Linked DNA regions of Mus musculus: all the other regions are linked to region 1. A link is a contact called in public HiChIP or PLAC-seq and promoter capture Hi-C data. All regions are on one chromosome and are shown on one strand. Each heading gives the region's core, a stretch centred on a gene start, on an enhancer-like site or on the middle of the called end of the contact. The rest is flanking DNA. Distances are from core to core; before and after follow the strand shown. Region 1 holds the start of Spint2 (serine protease inhibitor, Kunitz type 2). Region 2 holds the start of Catsperg2 (cation channel sperm associated auxiliary subunit gamma 2). Region 3 overlaps Actn4 (actinin alpha 4). Region 4 holds the start of Actn4 (actinin alpha 4).

Evidence for each region. Promoter capture Hi-C pulls out the DNA fragments that hold promoters and counts their contacts. HiChIP or PLAC-seq counts read pairs in DNA pulled down with a chosen protein or histone mark. Capture Hi-C pulls out chosen DNA fragments and counts their contacts.
Region 2: an H3K27ac HiChIP or PLAC-seq map of embryonic stem cells shows a contact between it and region 1, with 3 times the contacts expected there. The contact joins the promoter of Catsperg2 here to the promoter of Spint2 in region 1. A contact is called at or near these places in 3 of 115 datasets of contacts at active chromatin or transcription factors (embryonic stem cells and stem cell-derived neural progenitor cells).
Region 3: a contact with region 1 is called in a promoter capture Hi-C map of hippocampal neurons, with 1.5 times the contacts expected there. The contact joins the enhancer-like site here to the promoter of Spint2 in region 1. A contact is called at or near these places in 2 of 39 promoter capture datasets (the C10 cell line and hippocampal neurons), 1 of 15 datasets of contacts at CTCF or cohesin (large pre-B cells) and 2 of 115 datasets of contacts at active chromatin or transcription factors (embryonic limb bud and pancreatic cancer cells).
Region 4: a contact with region 1 is called in a promoter capture Hi-C map of pancreatic islet. The contact joins the promoter of Actn4 here to the promoter of Spint2 in region 1. A contact is called at or near these places in 5 of 39 promoter capture datasets (cranial neural crest, fetal liver, hippocampal neurons and 2 more), 15 of 484 Hi-C or Micro-C datasets (B cells, CD8 T cells, the N1E-115 cell line and 9 more), 4 of 115 datasets of contacts at active chromatin or transcription factors (double positive thymocytes, embryonic stem cells and pancreatic cancer cells) and 2 of 9 other capture datasets (macrophages and pancreatic islet).

Annotation. Positions count from the first base shown.
Region 1 is chr7:29,279,954-29,283,488 of GRCm38.p6, reverse strand. It overlaps Spint2 (serine protease inhibitor, Kunitz type 2), which reads left to right and starts at 1,512. Exons shown (of 7, transcript NM_011464.2): 1 at 1,512-1,977. The coding sequence starts at 1,872.
Region 2 is chr7:29,725,347-29,728,881 of GRCm38.p6, reverse strand. Catsperg2 (cation channel sperm associated auxiliary subunit gamma 2) reads left to right here and starts at 1,850. Exons shown (of 29, transcript NM_029714.4): 1 at 1,850-1,954; 2 at 3,402-3,535. The coding sequence starts at 3,413.
Region 3 is chr7:28,918,344-28,921,878 of GRCm38.p6, reverse strand. Actn4 (actinin alpha 4) reads left to right here. Exons shown (of 21, transcript NM_021895.3): 2 at 2,811-2,925; 3 at 3,088-3,207. Among named protein-coding and RNA genes, the nearest start is that of Gm38978, 7.4 kb to the left of the region's middle. Within about 2 kb of position 1,863, at least 126 of the 459 cell types and tissues checked have an H3K27ac peak or open chromatin away from gene starts, as enhancers often do. A contact at or near this core is called in hippocampal neurons, where this site is marked.
Region 4 is chr7:28,960,440-28,963,974 of GRCm38.p6, reverse strand. It overlaps Actn4 (actinin alpha 4), which reads left to right and starts at 1,643. Exons shown (of 21, transcript NM_021895.3): 1 at 1,643-1,956. The coding sequence starts at 1,792.

The DNA.
Region 1 (3,535 bases), core at 263-2,762:
TCTGACGCCCTCTTCTGGAGTATCTGAAGACGGCTACTCGTTTTGGATGGTTGTGAGCCACCATGTGGTTGCTGGGAATTGAACTCAGGACCTCTGGAAGAGCAGTCAGTTCCTTTTTTTTTTTTTTTTTTTGATTTATTTATTATTGTATGAAGTATACTGTAGTTGTCTTTAGACACCAGAAGAGGGTGACAGATCTTATTATAGATGGTTGTGAGCCACCATGTGGTTGCTGGGATTTGAACTCAGGACCTTCAGAAGAGCAGTCAGTGCTCTTAACCGCTGAGCCATCTCTCCAGCCCTATTTTATTTTTCTTAAACACATTTATTTGTGTGTGTGTGTGTGTGTGTGTGTGTGTCTGTGTGTGTGTGTGTGTCTGTGTGTGTGTGTCTGTGTTCGTGTGGTCTGGCAGGTGCCATGGCTACAGTGTGGAGGTCAGAGAACTTCAGGAAGCCAGTTCTCTTCTTCCACCGTGTTTGCACCAGGAATCTCCTGGCCGCCTGGGCCCCGGAGAGAAGCAGCGAAGCTAACAAGGCGTGGAGCACCCGGGCACGCCAGGCCTCCAGCCGTTGGGGGGTGGTGGTGGGGGGTGACCTTGCGAGCAGGTGCGAATCTGGTCATCAGGTTTGGTGGCAGTTGTATTTACTTAGCCACTTTGCCAGCCCAAGAGCAGTATTTTCAATGATAACGAGATCATTAATTCTTCTGCTAACGGCCTTCTACTTCCTCTGTCAGCCCTCCTCCATTCATCCAGTTTAAATGGAGCTTCTTTCCAGAAGCCCACCCTGGTTCTGTGGTAGTGGTTTGTAAGTCTCCTTTGGGTGTTGTACCTAGTCCAGTCCCCGTGTCCCTCCCCCTTTCAGGTCTGTTCATCCTTTGCAAGCTTCTGATCGTCACCCTAACACCTCTATATATTTGTATTTGTCTTCCTGTACGGGGTCCAGAGAAACCTGCAGTTTTAAGGACTTGTCACCTCTTTCCAGACAGTGCCCTGCCTAACTGGCAGTCGCACTGAATAGGAAACTGGGCTCTGATCATGCCCTGATTTTCACTGTCCCAACCCCTGCTCACTCAACTGTAGGATTTCACCATCACATTCCTGATCACTCTTCCCTCTGCTTCCGCATCACTACTACGGGCTGATCCTGTTTGACGACACACAGGCCAAGCTGGCCTGGCCACTGCTCAATCCGGGACATTTGTTTATGGCACAGAGAACGAGGAATTTAGGCAGGATATATCTCTCACACCTAAAGGAACGCTAAAGCAGAGCGGGCAGACAGCCACAGGTTTCCGAAAAGTTTCTCTCGCCATAGTCACAGCGCAAGCACGAAGGCGCAAGGACGTCGTGGCCAACAGACCCACGCCTCCCGCAAGGTCCGGCTGGGGCGGGGTCAATGCCAACCACGCCTCCTCCCAGGAGCCGGGGGCGGTGCCAGGTGCAGGCCGCAGAGCCAGGTGCGGGGCCCTCCGCGCTTGCGCCGCATCTGCCCCGCCCCGCCAGGTGCGCCCCACCCCCAGCCTGGGTGCCACCTTCTCTTGTGTCCCTGCGTCCGCCATTCGCCGTAGTACTCCTCGGACGGGTGGAGGCTTTCACAGTCTGGGGAAGAGTCGCAGAGTGTTGCCGCGCGAGTCCAGGGACCGTGTTGGGAGGCAACTAAGGCGTCGCACGCGCCAAAAGCCAGAAAAAAGGGCTTCCGGGGACCCGGGCGCCTCGAAGTCCTACTCCGGGGCGAAGCCGCACCTGAGCCCGCGGACCTGCAGTGCGCGTGCGCGGCCGTGGGCTTTCCCGCACCTGCTCGCGAGACCCCACCCCCACACCCCAACGGCCGGCGGCTCGAGGCCTGGCGCGCGGCGCTGGCAGCAGGTCATGGCGCAGCTTTGTGAGCTGCGGCGGGGCCGGGCGCTCCTCGCCTTGGTAGCTTCGCTGCTCCTCTCCGGGGCCCAGGTGGCCAGCCGAGAACTAGACGTCCACGGTGAGGGCCAGGCGGGGGATCCGGGAGCAGGGGATAGAGGAGGCCGCAGCGAAAGTGGGGGTACTCGGTGCGCAGAGTGATCGCAGGCTCCTTGGGGTTGGGGAGGATGGGCGGTGGAGCCAGACCTGCAGGTGGCGGGCTAGGAAGGGTAGGAGCCTCGCGAGCGCGGGGGCGTAAGGGTTAGCAAAGTGTCCCTTCCAGAAGGAAGGAGGAAGGGAGGGAGATGAGGTGTATTGACCCAGGAAGGCGTGGCACTGGAAGTGGGTGAGGAGCTCAACGAAGCGGAAATTGCTTGGCCAAAGAAAGCCCGGGGTGGGGACGGGGACTTGGGGTGGGGGTGGGGGGCGCATTCAAGCCTCAGAGGTGGAAATTTGTTCGGGAGACCTGTTGGCCGCTTTGGGTACAGGGAAAACGCACTTCGGACACCTGTTGATATCACATATGGCAACAGCCCCATGATCTCCCGAGGAAGAAGAGAAGCAGCGGTTGGTAGAAGGGAGGAGCTTTGCCAAGGTGCCTGCCAATGCAGGAACGTCTGTTCTCCGAGTGTAGTATTGGCACCCAGCAGCTGGGGTTTGCGTCTTTAGGAGTCGTTACAACTTTTAACTGCTTCAGACAACCACTAGCCAGCTTTGAAAAGATCTCTTTTGAAAGAATTCATTGATTGAGCAAACTTAATTGAGTCCCCGCTGAGGGTCTGTAAGAATGGTGGTCGTGGCTGACTCAAGACTAGACAGGTTCCTGAATTCGCAGAGCTTGGATTCCAGTGGGAGCGAACACTTAACGTGCAGAGTACTCGCCAAAGATTAAATGACTAGCGGTGACTAGAAGACAGCGGGATAAGAACAGTGATAGAAGATGGTGAAGGGTACTTAACTCAGGAAGTACTCTAAGGAGGGTGGCACCTATCCTAACAATTGAATGAGTAGGTGGCAGCCATACTAAGACCTTGGGACCAGTGTCCCAGGTAGTGGGAGGGAGTAGTGAGGGTCTAGAGTAAAATTGATTGTGATCAAGGAAAAGACCCCACCCCCACCCCAAGGCTGGAACAGAAGTCAGGAAGGGGAGAAGTGGACACAGCCACGAGGCCCAAGTCCTTAGTGGGCAACCTATTTGGTGAAAGAGAAAGCAGGGAGTGTGGTAGCTTCTGAGGAATGGTCTATTCCTGTGTCTAAGACTAGGGCAACAACAAGAGTTATGGAGAATGCCACAGGCCGGTGGGAGAGGCTCAGCCCTGGTGATCCAGAGTCAGAAGTGCAGAGGTTGACCATTGTAGTATAGCCAGACTCCAGGTTGCCTTGTGTCTATAAGTTACCTGGCCTGTGGCTGTGGATATGGCTTTTCTAAGCTCTTGCGTTGTCTGAGCCTAGAACCGGCCTGATGTGGTGGTGACATCATAGGCCTTTGGAAGGTCACACAAAGTGATTGGCTAGGCCGTGTCCTTCTGAACGGACTAGACTTACCGACCTTTTTGAAGTACGCCGGCCTTCAGGCTGGTGAACTGCTGCCCTCACTTATATCAAGGGCTCTTTGTTTGAAAGCTTCAACAGCTTTGTCA
Region 2 (3,535 bases), core at 601-3,100, 450 kb before region 1:
TTAGTCTTGAAAAATGTCTGCATGAGATTGCATATCTCTAAATGAGTCCATTGATGCATTTGTTTGATCATAGCCTCTGCTTGTCTTTGTGGCAGGATTTTCTTTTCCCTGGAGGTGTACCACAGTTCCTTCTTTTTGTTGAACTGGTGACTGGAATCTTTGGAAATGAGGGGTAAGTCCTCTGCTGTGTAGGTAAACTCGGCTCTGTTGCCAGGAGCACCGGCAGGGCCATGGCTGAAATTGCTTGTGCCTCTTGGTCTGCCATGTTGTTGTTCCTTGCTATCACGGTATCTCTCTTCTTGTGACTAGGACAGTGGATGATGTTTACCCTGGCAGGGTCATGGAGGGCTCTCAGTAGAGCCAGTATTTCCTCTTTGTTTTTATTTTTTTTCCTCCCAACCTATGTTGATATATGGCCCCATGGACGTGGGCTGTGGCAAAAGCATACCTGCTATCTATGTAGATGTTTTGTCTTCTTTCTTTTTCTAATTCCAAGGCCTTAGTGAGAGTGATCAGTTCCTCCTTTTGGGCCGATACGTCATCTAGCAGGGCCTGTGTCCAGATAACTTGGTGTCTCTGTCTACCACAGCTGCTCCAGCATGTTTCCTCTCTTCTTCTAGATAGCTGCTCCTGTCTGTCAACCAGGTAATGTCTGCACCCTCTAGTGGCTGGTCTGTCAGATCTTTATGCCACCCATGTGCCTTAGCAAGAGCTTGCTGACAGTCATGGGCAGGGGGCTCTAAGTAGCATGACCCCAGTCAATTCTGAGACTGAAGGCAATTTTCCCAATCTGCTTTGTATAGTATTTTAATTTCATGCAAGTATTCAGGGCGAGCAGTACAGTAAGGAACTAACAAGGCAGTAAGCAAAAGTCCCGTGATTACTCCTGTGACAGGTGTTTAAAAGTGCTTGTCATAATGACCAAAATACTTGAGCCCACTTCCTTGTCCAAGCCCAAAATCTTGCCTGAAGCCTACTTCTTTTGTTGCACCCTAAGATTAAAATTCCTGCCTTACCCCACTTCCCTATTATAGCCTAAAGTTAGATTTTTTTTTTTAAAGGACAGCATTCTCAACAAATGGTGCTGGTTCAACTGGCAGTCAGCATGTAGAAGAATGCAAACTGATCCATTTAAAAAAACTTTTTAATTATTTTTTATTTATATGAGTACACTGTAGCTGTCTTCAGACACACCAGAAGAGGGCATCATATCCTATTACAGATGGTTGTGAGCCACCATGTGGGTGCTGGGAATTGAACTCAAGACCTCTGGAAGAGCAGTCAATGCTCTTAACCGCTGAACCATCTCTCCAGCCCCTAAAGTTAGATTCTTGCCTAAGCAAGAAACTTACTTCCTTATCATGCCCTAATGCTAGATTCCTGCCTGAACTTATGTCCCTGTCATGGCCAATGTCAGATTCCTGTGTGAAGCCCATTTCCTTGTCCTAGGCCAATGTCAGACTCCTGCCAAGCGGTACCTCAAAAGGCCCTCCACAAAAACGCTCAAGCCTAAGTTGGCTAATATTTAACTACCCTCCTACTTGAATATGATCTGCCCACTTCCAGATCTGCCCACCTCCAGATCACATTAGCTCAAACACACAAAGGTTCTGGAACATCTTGGCTCCTCAGGAGAAGTTTTGATCTAGAGGTCAAACATGAACAGTGCCTCTGTCAGAACAACCATTATAAATTCCTCTGTTTCCTTCTGAGAACAAAGCTACAGGTTTCCAGCATTTTTAGCCTGTCACACATCTGAGAGCCTGACTTGCTAGAGCCCTGCTCTCAAGGCCTTGGGCCCGTGCTGGGAAAATTCGCGTTACCATGGAAACGCGCAAGCCACGCAGGCCTGCCTCGTGCAAGGTGGAAGTCCAAGCAGCCATTTTAGGAGCTGGAAAGAGGGGTTGAACAGGCACTGCCAAGCAATGGTTGACCGGTTTTAACCAAGTGACTGGTACGGTGGGGCGGGGAGAAGAGGACGGTGCCATCCTAGGGGATGATGGGGTGTGTGTGTGTGGGGGGGGGAGTTGAGAAGGAGAGGGGAGGGGTGGGAGGCAAGGCAAGGAAAGGCTGGGAAAAGAGCAGGGCCAGGCAAAGAAAGGGCGAGGTGAAGGCCAGGGCGTGGCCTGAAGGATGGGTTTGGGTGCGGCTAGAAGAGGCGGGGCATAGGGCAGGTGGATGTTCAGGGAATGGACAGGAGAGATGAGAGAAGGTGGAGGGAAAAGGTGTTGGTGGGGACAGTGAGGATCGCGAAGTCAGCGTGGGTGTGGAATGACGGGAGGTCTTGCGGCCAGAGGACCATCTTTACCCAGGAGAGACCCAGAGATCAGGAGCGAAGTCCAGGCAGAGACACAAACTGGGGCAAGGAGAGAATTGTTTACCAGAGGGGGTTCGGTAAAGAGAGAGCCAAATGGGAGGACAGGTCTGGTAGAGAGAGAACGGACTGCAGTGAGGAGCGACTACCCTGCGAGGAAACAACCGGAGGCGAGGAGAGACCCCAAGGAGTAGAGAGGCCCCACGACCAGGAAAGGTTCCCTAAGGAGAAGGTGGCCCGGCGGGGCGAGCTGGTGCTGAGGAGAAATCACCAAGGCGGGAGAAGGGCTTTAAAGAAAAGGGGTGCGACGAGCAGGAGGGCCAGGTTGCCCTGGACCCAGGGAGAAGTGGCCAGGACCAGGGGCGTGGCCAAGAGAGGAGACAGTGAGGATTCGAACTACTGCAACACTTGGGGCCTGAACCAGGACCAGGGGCGTGGCCAAGAGAGAAGGCAGAGTGAAGATCCGCTCTACCACAACACTTCAGACTGGAGCCAGGACCAGGGGCGTGGCCAGGAGAGAAAGCTGAGCAGGATCTGATTTCCAGAAAGATTCAGACTTTAAGCCAAGGCAAAGCGCCTAGCGAGTAAGGAGGTGTGGATGAGGAAGAAGACTAGAAGCAGAGCAGGAGCGAAAAGGGGCGTGGCGAAGAGCAGTGTGAGGGCGGGGAACCTTGTGAGGGCGGAGCCAAGTCCCCTGAGGGGCGTAGTGGTAAGGAAAACACTCTGGCAAGACAAGAAAAAAAAGAGGGACTTGGTAGGTTAGGAGTTCCAAGAACTGGAACAGAGAAGAGCAAGGCCAGGGCAAAGGGGGAGAGAGCAACTAGGAAGCAGGGTGAAAAGAGCCGCAGGGGTAGGGACAGTAGTAAGAGCAGGGGCGGGGCGAGGAGTATTAGTAGGGGAGGAGCTGAGAGTAAGGGCGTGGCAAGGCCTAAGAGCAGGGCCCAGGCAGAGAGTAAGGGGCCCCAAAGCCTGATCAAAGGTGGAGCTAGGAAGAAGAGTGGGAAAAGGGGCAGGAACTGAGCGGTTTCCTAGAGATCAGCCTCAGCTAGCCAACTTGCAAGTGGGTGTTAATCCCCACGTTCTCCAGGTTCTAGCTACATGGTGTCCCGGCCAGCCATGTCCCCTGTCAGCCCTGTGTGGCCGAGAAAACCAAACCTTTGGGCATTCTGGGTACTGCGGCTAGTGCTATTGCTGTCATTGAAGTCGTGGGCTGAAGATGCT
Region 3 (3,535 bases), core at 614-3,113, 360 kb after region 1:
AGGAAGGAGCCATTAGTGTGTATGATTCATCTGGCACTATCTGCCCGGCCTGTGACAGATGCTTAACTGCCTTTCTCCACAATTAAAACTTAAAGCAACTACAGGAGGTGGACTCTGATCAATCCATTTTACAGGACAAGAGACAAGCTCAATGGGGAAAGTCAGTTGGAAACAGAACAAATTACCCAAGTAGCTGGCATGGAGACCCTCATCTGTTCCCTTCCCGCCGTGTGCTAGAACAACACATGTAGGCAAAGACACCCTTCAGACACGTGCCCTGGACTCTGAGTGACATCCGAGTACCAGGAAGCTCACCCTCCAGGAATTGCCTTCCTACAAGCTCAGGCTATCAGGTGTGACTTGGTCACCTTGTGGTCCATCAGCATCTTTAACACACATGAAGAGCAGAGATGGCCTGCTCAGCCTTGTCTCCTTCTGCACCCTGGGCCGTATTCCCCTTGAGCTTTGCTCTTGAGATTAGCAGTGCTGTGGATAAGACCCAAGGGCTTTGTGCAGTAGGCACGCACACCACCACTGAATCATGCCCCAGCTTATCTCTGAGTACAGTACCTGCCCACTGTATTTTGGACAACAAGAAGGATCACACATGGCAGGAGAGTGGGGTGTGTGTCTGCTAGAATCCGTACAACAATTAAAAAAGGCATGGTAGTTCACACTTGTCATCCTAGTGCTTGGGAGGGGGAGGCAAGAAGATTGAGAGTTCAAAGCCAACGCAGTGGAGATGGCTTAGTGGTAAAGAGCACCCCCAGAAGGCCTGTGTTCAACCCCCAGCACCCACATGGCAGTTCACAGCTGTGTATAAATTCTAGTTTCAGAGAATTCGATGCCCTCTTCTAGGTTTCAAAATTAAAAAGTTCAAAGCCACATAGTGAGAGGGAGGCTAGCCTCTCTTACTCCCCCAACCCCCAAAAGAAAAGAAAAAATAGACATGGATGGAGACTGCTGCATGATGTGAGCCATGGTCTGTACCTGCAGTCTAGGGTGGACAGAGCTCAGAGTAACCAACCACTTGAAGCAGTTGACAGGATTCCTGAAGTTAGGGGCAGAGGAGACATTGAGCACTACTGCCTTAGCACACACACAGGTCTTTATAATGTTCACAGCCCCAGTGGCATCTTCATTGCTGTGTTAGGTAAGAGAAAATGGATGTTAGGAAAGGTTAGAAAATTTGTCTCAGAATTATAGCCAAGTCTAGACTTGGTTTGTCTGAATTCAGACCTGTCAGGTGAAAGAAGGAGAATTGGGGCTGGAGGAGGAGGGGATTGGCAAACAGGTAAGTGAGAGCCTGCTTTGGGGTCCCTCCCCTGAAGGAGCACACAGATGTGGGTGACAGAAGAGATCATTGTCAGCGATCAGTAGCTGACACTGGGTCAGAACCAGACTGTGCAGAGTGGTGGGTCAGTCTTTAGGAGGAGCTATACCGTGTTTTAGTTTTAGTTGTTATGAGACAGATTCTTGGTATGTTAGCTCAGGTTAGCCTCAAACTATGATCCTCCTGTGTCTGCCTCCTGAGTGCTGGAGTTATAAGCATGTACCACCACACCCACATGGGTTGCATTTTGAGTGATGGGTAAGTGATGGTTCCATTGCAAGGCTACAAAGTAGGCAGAGGCATGGGTAGGTGAGAAACACCAGAGTGCAACCAGGAGGGGTCTCTGTCTCCCAGTCATAGCACTTTGCATAGCAGCATGGGTGAGTGGTTGGGTCTGGCTACTCCAGCTGCCCTCATTTGCTGAGTCCTCGCTGTAGGTTGGTGTATTATTAGACAGTGTCTTTGTCTGGAAGGCGCCTTCTGCTGAGTCTCTGAATGAGCAGGCCTGCCGGCAGTTGTCAAAACACATGATGCTTGGCCAGAGGCTCCATGGAAGCCCTTGGCACCCCGTGTGGCCTTTGCTTACACCCCAGGCATGGAATGTGCTCTTGCATGTTCCTGGCGGGCTGCCCATTTCTGTTCTGGGGGCTCCTAGGAGAGCAAAGGCTTGGGTTTTCCCAGATCCTGCCGTGGGAGGGAGAGGGCCAGTTTCCCCAGAAGATGTCTGGGCTTGTTTGTATTAACTGATCTGAGCCGCTTCTGTGGCAGAGATAACAGGCTTCAGCTTGCAGGCACTGAGTGGCCCTGCACTTGGGTGTTCTGCCACCATTTGCAGTATGCTGGGCTCTGGGACGGCAGCTTCTTACTTTGTAGCTCTCTTCCAGAGCATCTACCTGAGCTTCAGAAACTTCCCAGATACGTCTTACCTTTCAGCCACCCCTAAGGCACATCCAGTTTCCAACATTTGGAAGAATGCACTATGTAGGGAGGCCAAGGTGTTTGACCTGTGAGGCTGCAAACTATGGGTCAGAATTGGGGCTTACAGCAGAGGGCTTAGCTGCTGGGTTACCTCAGCTCCAGGGAGGCTTGGTTTGTAGAATACTTTGCTCACCCACTAGTTTTCTTGCCCCAGGTCATATGTGTCCAGTAGTAGGAAGGTCACAGCTGAGGCTACGTAAAGAAAGCCTGTTAACTCTTGGACCGGTGTCTGCCTGGGAATGAATGCCTCTTTAACAGCCTGCCTAGATCACTTTTAAGATCAGGAAAAAAATTGTATGTAGCTGAATGTGGTCCCATGCTTACATAATCTCAGCATTTGGAGAAGTGGAGGCCAAAAGACTAGGAGGCCATCCTTGAATCCAGCCGGGGCTACGTGAGAACCTGTCTTAAGGCATGATGTATATAGAGGGTCAGTACTGCTTGGTGTAAAGCCCTGATGCTGGCTTACCTCTATCCCTTCTCTGTTCCTCTTCCTTAGACCTTCACAGCCTGGTGCAACTCTCATCTTCGGAAGGCTGGCACTCAGATCGAGAATATCGATGAGGACTTCAGGGATGGGCTCAAACTTATGCTTCTGTTGGAGGTCATTTCAGGTAAGGCTCAGGTAGCACTGTGCAACCCATACTATACCCTGCTCTAGCAGGCACTGGTGCTGCCCCTTTGCCACTGGGAAGCTTGACAGTTTCAGCCTGTGTGGTAGGGCTGGGAGTGGTTTGAGTGACTGTGAAGATCCCCCTCACCACCTGTCTTCTCAGGGGAGCGTTTGCCTAAGCCAGAGCGGGGGAAGATGCGAGTGCACAAGATCAACAATGTAAACAAAGCCCTGGACTTCATCGCCAGCAAGGGAGTCAAGCTGGTGTCCATCGGGGCAGAAGGTAAGCGGGGGATGGGAGGGAGGGCTGGCTGCTAGGCTCCTAAATAGGACTTCTGTGAGCTGAATGAATATAGGAAGCGTTGCTGGTGGTGACTAACAGTGGCTCCTACACTTACTTGATAGCATGGCGGCTCTATGACCTCTACACCCTTAAGCAAAGCTAGAGTGAGGAGGAACTCTGAATTGGCCCCTGTACACATGACCTTGTTTATGTCTGTCAAGAGCACCTCTGCCTGGTCCATATGGGTAGAAGGAAATACAAGGAGGAAAGGGGAGTTAGTAGCCAGAGCAGGACATTGGAGCAGGAAGCACAAGGTCAAAGGTCAGCC
Region 4 (3,535 bases), core at 394-2,893, 320 kb after region 1:
GTGCACCACCATGCCCAGCTCAGGCCCTGTTTCAAACAAAACCAAACCAACAGCTCCAAATGCTTCAGTTGTTAAGGAGTTTGCAACCGAGCCGGTCAACCTGAGTCTGACCCCTAGGACCCCAGGTGGTAGAAGCACAGATGAGCTCTGACCAGCACACATGACATGGGCACCCCTGACCCACACAATAAATACATGTAAATTTCAAAGAAATCAAACCCAAAGGCTGGAGGCAGAAGAGTGGGGGTGGCAGGAAGAAGGCTTGGAATGGTGGCTGCTGGCTGCCTCTTTGTAAGAAGCCCTATAAGGGAGGATTAAGGTTTCCTGAGCAGCTGGAAGCAGGAAGTCACCTTTCAAGATGGAGATGGCCCCTCTGGTTATCAGATGGCCTTCAATGAGGCACTATTATTATTCCGTGTGTGTTTCTTTTCTCCTCTACCTACCCCCACTTCCCCCTCTGAGACTGGGTTTTTCTGGCTATCCTAGAACTCACTCTGTCTATCAGGCTGGCCTCAAACTCAGTGCTCTGCCTGCTTTTGCCTCCTGAGTGCTGGGATTAATACACCACCATGCCTGGTTTCCATAATTCTTATTGTTGCCCATCTCTCCTACAAAGTTAGTCGTTTGATAACTGACCTGGCTTACCATGCTGTCCGTAGTTGGAAAGTGGCTGCATGTAGTAGGTGCATAGTATTTGCTGCGAGAATGAAGATAGACAAGTCCAAAAGGACCCCTTGCCTTCCCTGCTAACTAGCTATCCCAGTCCAATCTAACTCGACGTATCTTTGAAAGAGTTTCTTTAAATATCTACCTTTTCCCTTTTCCCAGAAGACTTTACAAATCCAGCCCATTCTAGAGTTTCTTTTCTTTTCTTTTTTTAAGACAGGGTCCTCATGTAGCCCACACTAGATTCAAACTCGCTGTGTACTAAGTAAGTCTGGCCTTGAACCCTCCTGTCCACACCTCCAGTTGGGATCTAAGGTATGTGTCACCATGCCCAGTTATTTGTTTGCTTGTTTGTTTCGAGACAGGGTTTCTCTGTGGAGCCCTGGCTGTCTTGGAACTCACTCTGTAGACCAGGCTGGCCTCGAACTCAGAAATCCACCTGCTTCTGCCTCTAAGTGCTGGGATGAAAGGCGTGCGCCAACACTGTCCGGCCCACCATGCCCAGTTTTAAGCTCGATTATTTATTTAATTTAAGACTGGTCTTCCTGTGTAACCCAAGCTCCAACATGTTATCTGTCGTTCAGTCTCTGCGGCCTGAGAACAGAGATCCCACGTTCCATCGTGCAAGGTTTATAGTATATAGTTTCGAAAGGGTGGGGACTTTTCCTGACTTCTTTAATGCCAAGGCAGAAAACACGGTCTCACACATAGCAGGCAGCCAAATAAATCTTGATTATGTCTGAATGGCTGAATGGGAACACATTCCACCCCGAAACAGGTTAAAGCCGGATGAGGAGCCCCGCCTTATGAATCATTCATGACTTGGGCCCCGCCCACACGGGGTGACGCGCGCGTTCCCGCTAGAAGCGCCTGGGCTCCCACGCTGGGCGGGCAGCCGGAGGTGCGTTCTGCGCCGGCGCCGAGAGCCCGGGGCCTCCTCAGGTGCGCGCGCGCGGGAGGGCGGCGGCGGCAGCGCAGTGCGCAGGCGCGGCAAGTGAACTGCGCAGGCGTCAGTCTTGGGCGGGCTGAAAGCAGCTGAAGCGGCGGCCGAGTCGGAGCCTCCGGCACAGGGGCGGGAGCTGAGGCGGTAGCGGACCGGCTGGCGGGCTAGCGAAAGGCGGCGGAATGGTGGACTACCACGCAGCGAACCAGGCGTACCAGTACGGCCCGAACAGCGGCGGCGGCAATGGCGCGGGTGGCGGCGGAAGCATGGGCGACTACATGGCCCAGGAGGATGACTGGGACCGGGACCTGCTGTTGGACCCGGCCTGGGAGAAGCAGCAGCGCAAGGTGCGCGGCCCGTGACCCGGGCTGGGTGGCGTCCTGCGCGTGGCGGGGAGGCCTGGAGGAGGGTCCTGGGAGACAATTGGCGGGTTCGGGAACGGGTTTGCAGTCCCGGAGAGGGATTACAGAGCTTAAGGAAGCAATTGGGAATCTGGAGGGGGAGGGGGGAAGTGGCGGCCAGGTAGGAGACACGGGGAACTGGGACAAACGAGATGATGATTCGGGAGGTTGCAATGGAACTAGGTTTTAAGGCGAGATTGTTGGATCAGAGGAAGCATTGATGGGGCCCAGGCAAGCAATGGGGTCCAGGAAGGGAATTGGTGAGCCTGGATAGTATTTGGTTTGGGAATCCTAGTATGGAGGAGATAGTCTGGAGTGCAGAGAGTCTGAAGAAGAGATTGGAATTGCAGGAAGCCTTAGTGTGTGTGTGTGTGTGTGTGTGTGTGTGTTGGGGGGTGGTTCTAGAAGAGATGAAGAATCAGGAAAGGTAAAAAGGGGGCACTAAGGAGAGGATTGTGGAATCCTGAGACAGGGAGGGGGGCCTGCATGGGCTAGGGTGTGTGGTGAGTAGGTGTTAAGATGGTCTGATGGGACTAGGGGTCTGAGAAGGTAGGTGTTCAGGACAGAAGTTAGGGGCCTAGGAACAAAAAAGATGTTTGTGTGAGGAGGGTGAGATTTATTGAGGGCGCCTTGCTGTAAAAAGAAAAGGATAGGGGCGTAATTAGAATTGATGGGGAGACCCAAAAGAGTGTGGGTGCTTTGAAGAAGGGAGAGGTAGTGAAACAGTTAAGGTTCCAGGTTCACGGGGAAATAGTTCAACAGTGAGAATAGTGGAAGACAGTAGGAGCAGGGATGGAGGATAATGGGAGGGGGTTAGTTTGGGAAAATGGAAGTCTGATTAGGAATGCCTGATTAAAAGACTTGGGGGTTCATTGAGTGAGGAAGAAATGAGTGTTCTGGGAGAGTAGTGTCTTTTGATGGGGAGGGTAGGTGAAGGGGTATTAAAATAGTATTTCCTGATGGTATTTAGGAGTGTGGGGGCGATGCTAAAGGGAAGCCACAGTATGGAGTGGAGGTCAGAGTAGGAGGCCAGGAGTGGAGATGTGTTGGGTGGTTGAGAGGGAAGCTAGGAGTGATGGGAGAGAGGGTGTGAGTGTATGCAGAAAGAGCTAAAGAAGGGTGTGTTGAGTGGGTGAGAATGTGGGGGATGGTTCGCAAGAGTGTGAGGAGAGTGGGAAATTAAAATTGAAGTTAGAAGCTACTTCATGCTTTCTAGAGGTTGAGACTTTTTTGTAACTTACTGATGGGCACTGTGACTTCAGGACAAGACCCTTGCTCTCAGGGCGATCAGGAATGTGCTTTTGGTGACTCTGCAGACGGGATGTGCGTGGAGTTGGGACTTTGGGAGTTGGGAGCGGGGCCCTGAGGGTGTGGGAGAGAGCCGGTTTGATGACATTTACCAGATGCCCCCCCCCGGGGGGGGGCAGGGAAGTTGCTATATGGCTGGGTCCAGTCACCCAGTCTGGAGGGTCAATGGTGGGAGAAGCTGCAGTGCCTGGAAAGCCTGAGGTGGGACCTGGTGTAA